Linked DNA regions of Ovis aries: region 2 is linked to region 1. The links are chromatin contacts, called in public Hi-C maps. All regions are on one chromosome and are shown on one strand. Each heading gives the region's core, a stretch centred on a gene start, on an enhancer-like site or on the middle of the called end of the contact. The rest is flanking DNA. Distances are from core to core; before and after follow the strand shown.

Region 1 (2,700 bases), core at 182-2,681:
GACAATTTTGTTTTTATTTTAGAAGGCGTCCAAAAAATTTTTCTGCATATCTTTTACTTTCTACTGAATATGTCTTAATCACATAGCCTTCTTAGCTACGATGGAGGCAGAATAGACATGAAAGTGAAAGTGAAATCTCTCAGTCATGTCTGGCTCCTTGTGACCCCGTGGACTGTAGCCCACCAGGCCTCTCCGTCCACAGGAATTTCCTGGCAAAGATACTGGAGTGGATTGCCATTTCCTTCTCCAGGGGATCTTCCCAACCCAGGAATTGAACTCTGGTCTCCCTCATTGCAGGCAGATGCTTTACCCTCTGAGTCACCAGGGAAGCTCCTAGCAAAAAATAGAGTTCTGTTCAAAAAACAAAAAAGAAGGCCATGTATGCATTTTGAGGTAGGCAACAAAACACATTTATATTGTACCTTCCTTAAATAGTCTAATTTTCTCCCTGCCTTTCATGGTTCTCAACACTTTTCCTCCAGAAGGAATCCAAAACTCAGTCCATTGTATAAGAGACTGATAAAGGATGAAAGTATTAACCTGCCTAAGGAACGTGAGGTATAATAGGATTAAATCCTTCAGTCTAGTTATTAAGCATGATTAGTGAAATTCCAAGCAGGGGAGAGGCAAATGTGGGGAGCAGAGGCTGATGGGAGCAGCGTATAAGATCACATCACACGGGCAACTTGCTCCTCACCTTGTGCAGGGCAGCCTGCTCTAAACGCGCTATGTTATCTTCAGCTTGCAGCCACAGTGATACGGAAACAGTCCTGCCTTGATCAAAATAGCTGCTCTCAGACTAGAAGAAATACGACCTGTTCTCATAGTCAGTAGTAAATTCTTAAATGGGTTGCATTCTTTAAGTCTCCAGCAACCTATATCTCAAACTTTAGGCTTATATCAGAATTATCTGAATTTTGATAAAACACAGGTTGGAGGACTCCCAGAATTTCTGACTTGCAGATTTCAGGGTCGACCTGAACATCTGCTTTTCTAACAAGTTCCCAGGTGATGGCATTACAAGCTAAAGTTTGAGATCCTCTGGCTCATGGCACTTTCTTCTTTCTCTTGTTAGCAAGGATACCTTGAGACATAATCTATAATTCACCTCGCATTCAATGAAAAAGAGCTTTGCTTTCTGGAGGGGAAAACTTAAGCTCTTTATTATCATCTGAATATGAAGCAAAAAAAAAAAAAAAATCTAAGGCTGTTTTGAAGGCCTGCCTACCCCTCCCTCTCCAAAAACTTGCATAAAATTGTTTGCCTTTATTACAAAGGAAAACACTTCTTTTTGATCATTCTCTTGGATCAGTAAGTTTCAACTGAAATAGAACACAAATTCAGGTTTCAGGAGGAAAAACAGCAACATTACTACTGTTAAATGAAGGACATACTAAAAAATTCAGGATAGTTTGGGCCAAAAGACACAGGAAAGGAGACAGATGGCAACATTCCAAACAGGCTGCTGACTAACCAGGATTTTATCTGAGGGGAGACTGTTTCTGGGACCTGAAACTGGTTTGGTGTGTTTCTTTTTGTTTTTCTTTTTAATTTTTATTGAAATATAGTTGATTTACTACACTGTGTGGTTTTTGCATATTTCTAAGTGATGCTAACATCACTTAGAAATCACATCAGAAAGAGTCAGACACAACTGAGCGACTTTGACTTTCACGTGTCTAATTGAATCACTTTGCTGTACACTTGAAAAAAGGTGAAAGTCACTTTCGACTCTTTGTGGCCCCATGGACTAGAGCGTCCATGGAAATCTCCAGGCCAGGATACCGGAGTGGGTGGCCAGTTCCCTTCTCTAGGGGATCTTTCCAACCCAGGGATCGAACCCAGGCCTCCTGCATTGCAGGTGGATTTTTTATCAACTGAGCCTCCAGGTGTATTTCTTGAAACAAGTACACCATTGCAAATTAACTGTACTCCAACATGAAATAATTTTTTTTTAAAGTTCACGAGAGAAGAGAGCACTGGAAAAATGTTTCATACCAATCTGGATTCTTCTGCAAACAAATAGAAACAGAATGGTGGGATGGTTGTGTTCCTTTCCTCTGCCTGCCCATCGTAGACAGTTCTCACCTTCTCACTGAAACTCAGGATCTTCAGTCTTGAAGACAGGGAGCTGGGCTGGAGGCTCTGCAAGTTTTCTTTCTTTTCTAACACTCAGTGATCCGCAGATGAGTGTGCAGTTGATGAGTCGGTGCTGAGTACACGTGGAATCAACTCTCTTTCTGCGATCAATCGGCATGTATTTGAAGCTGTTGCCATTTGGGCTAGCCCCTGCCTGTTTGCAATAAACACAGGCAATATTTCTCACAAATAGCATGTGAAATAATAGACCAATTAATCCTATTTGAACAGCAAAAGGTGCCCGGGAAACCCATTTTATTTTTTCTTACCCAAAATTGCCCACCTCCATGACCACCAGCTCCATGGAGTAAGCCCTCCCTGGACCATGGCTGCCTGCTCTTTCCAAACAACATCAGAGCATGTCGGCGTGGTTATTGCTACTTTAAATCACGTTATCTGAACTCCTCATAATTAAGGATAGTTAACCAAGTCATTCCACTCCACATAGTGGGAGAGCCTGGCACTCCCTGGACACCTCCCCTCTTGTCTCTTCCTGATAAGGTCCTACAAACCCTCAGAGACTTAATCAGCTACCAGCTCCTGTTTCTCCGCCTCCTTGCA
Region 2 (2,700 bases), core at 55-2,554, 110 kb after region 1:
AGGTGGATCCTTCACCGCAGAGCCATGGAGGAGGCCCAGCTGAAAGTCAACCTTGAATACATATCGTTTAAATAAGTGAGTGAATGAGTGAATACACGAAAAGTGCCCCTAATTCAGTTTTCTAGGAAGGTATGTTATCCACACGCTTTCCCTCTGTGAATTTTTTTTTTTTTAAGGTTGTACTATGTGGCTTGCAGGATCTTAGTTCCCCACCCAGGGGTCGAACATGTACCCACCGCATTGGGAGAGCAGAGTCTTAACCACAAGAACACCAGGGAAATCCATGTGCATTTCTCTAGCTGACTAGATGGGAGAAAAATGAAGGCCACCTCTGTATTTGAGAATGCTAGGCTGGCAGAAGGTCCCTGAAGAAGAGTCTCTGGGGCACTTTGAATCTGACACTGAACTCTGGGCAGACTGTTAGTGTTCCATACATCACTGGGGACAGTGGCTGGCTGAATGTGGTGGAATGTGGAAAGCACAGATTTTAAAACTTGCTTTGACTGTGTCTGACTGATGCCAAAATAAATATGAAAAAAGTCGATTCATCCCTTTTGAGTGCTGTGTACATAAAGCGCCTTTTAACTCTTCCTCCTGGCTTTTTTGACCTTGCTGTTGATATATACACAAGCCTAAGGAGAAATTGCCTATTGTCATTATTTTTATTAAATTACAGCTTGATCCAGTAATTGCAGATTAGCTCCTAGACGCAGTCTCTGAATGGTCACTGACTCAGGCTGTGTCACGTCAGCATTCTGTAGTGTCTGAGCCCCAGTCCACTGTCAGACTCCAAATCAACGTCTTTGATTGTTAAGCTTTCTCTCAATAGCTCCAGGGTTGCCCTGCCTAGGGAAGTCCAGAGGGCGCTGATGTGGATTGCCAAATGTTTAGACTATACTTTTATAACTTCTCTGGGAATTAAAACTTTTCGGTGACTGGCAGAAGCTTTTGTTTTGGTTGTTTGGGAAGATTTTCAGAAGCTAAAAGATTTCACCATGTGTATTTCTTTGCTTTGCGCTGTTCTGGTTTAAGCTCTTTTTTTTTTCCTTTTTCCTACAGAGGAGCCCAAACCTGTAATTCAATTGCCACAGATGTATTAAAAAGAATCCCTCTCTTTATTTCTGCCCCGTCATTGAATACAGCTTTCAGTAACACTGAACATAAGAACAGGAAGGACATTGGCAACTCAACTGTTAAACTGGTCTGCGATTATGCTTCCTTGAGATCACTCTGATGTCACCAGTGTAATCTGAGCCTGGAGCTTTTGTTCACACTTTAAATAGCAGTCCTGGAATGATTTTGCTACAGACTCTCTGGAGAGCCTGGGAGCTGAATTCCCGAAGAATCCCCCATCCATGAAAGCCAAGCCAAGCCACCCAGCCTTCAGCATGTCCACCTCGCTGCGAGTCAGCCCGTCCATCCACGGCTACCACTTCGACACAGCTTCACGTAAGAAAGCTGTGGGCAACATCTTCGAAAACATAGACCAAGAAGCATTACAGAGGCTCTTCAAAAACTCCGGGGACAAGAAAGCGGAGGAGAGAGCTAAGATCATTTTTGCCATAGATCAAGACCTAGAGGAGAAGACGCGAGCCCTGATGGCTCTGAAGAAGAGAACGAAAGACAAGCTTTTCCAGTTTCTGAAACTGCGGAAATATTCCATCAAAGTTCACTGAGGACCAGAGGGTGGATAAGGACATCATCCAAGAATGGACATTTAAAGACCAAGTGAGTCTGTAAGACCCTGACACGCACAGCATCTTGCTGTTGCCTTGTAAGTTTCTCTTCCGTCAGGACTCCGGGACTCGGGGCAGGAGAGGAACAGAATGAACTGGTGACAAGGACTCCAACCAATTTCATGCCTGTGCTGTTCCAGTGGAGAAGTGCTTTCAGCAAGGATTGGAAAACTCTCCCTGCAGGAGAAAGACTGGCGCTGATGTCAGGAGGAGAGTCTGAACGGACATAAGGGGAAGAAGACAGATGGCTGAGAAAGACTGGCAGCCAGGGTCTCCTGGTCAGGCCCTAGGACTGAAATTCAACCTGAACTTTTTTTTCCCTTAAACAAACTGAGCAGGGAGGAGGGAGGACGGAGAGGGGGATTAAGAGAGAGAATTCCATGCTGCAATCGTTTACTGAGTTTTTTATTTGAATGTTCCAAGTGTTGCCAAGATTCAGTGTTGTCTATTGGTAGATTTTTTTTCTTTTTAAAGATCAGTAATTGATTATTTATTTGCATTTGTGACAATGCCTTAAAAAGTGCACCATATGATCTAAGAACAAATTCAAGGAACTGCAGTATTTTCAGCATCTTGGTGAAAACGTACGCCACCTTCTGGTCTGTAAGGAGTTTTTAATGCATTTCAAACTGGTTACCCAAAAGTTAAAATAATGGGGTCCTTTATAGTTCCAAAGTACTGTGAACAAATTTTATAGTGTTTTTTAATCTTCTGACTAATGCTGAAACATAATCTAAATTTCTTACAGTTATTGCAGTAAGCATTAGGAAGTGAATATGAGACACTTAATAGTTTATAAAGATGCTATGTTTTCTATAATTTATTATTCATGACAAATGATATGCAACCTTAATAAATTAATATAAACTTAGCTGCTCTTGGTGTTGGTGATTGATCTCAAAGGAAAAATAAGATGGTGATTTTTATTATAAAGTTTTATGAACTTTCCTAATGATTTTACTCT

Evidence for each region. Hi-C and Micro-C count contacts between places; a contact is called where the count stands out from the background.
Region 2: a contact with region 1 is called in a Hi-C map of liver, with 5 times the contacts expected there. The contact joins the promoter of TCIM here to the enhancer-like site in region 1. A contact is called at or near these places in 8 of 16 Hi-C or Micro-C datasets (hypothalamus, liver, mixed tissues and 4 more).

What each region holds. Positions count from the first base shown.
Region 1 is chr26:34,485,225-34,487,924 of ARS-UI_Ramb_v3.0, forward strand. It overlaps LOC132658697 (a long non-coding RNA gene), which reads right to left. Exons shown (of 3, transcript XR_009598628.1): 3 at 1-2,700. Among named protein-coding and RNA genes, the nearest start is that of IDO2, 79 kb to the left of the region's middle. Within about 2 kb of position 1,432, at least 3 of the 54 cell types and tissues checked have an H3K27ac peak or open chromatin away from gene starts, as enhancers often do. A contact at or near this core is called in liver, where this site is marked.
Region 2 is chr26:34,591,648-34,594,347 of ARS-UI_Ramb_v3.0, forward strand. It overlaps TCIM (transcriptional and immune response regulator), which reads left to right and starts at 1,305. Exons shown (of 1, transcript XM_004021793.5): 1 at 1,305-2,607. The coding sequence starts at 1,356. The coding sequence ends at 1,676.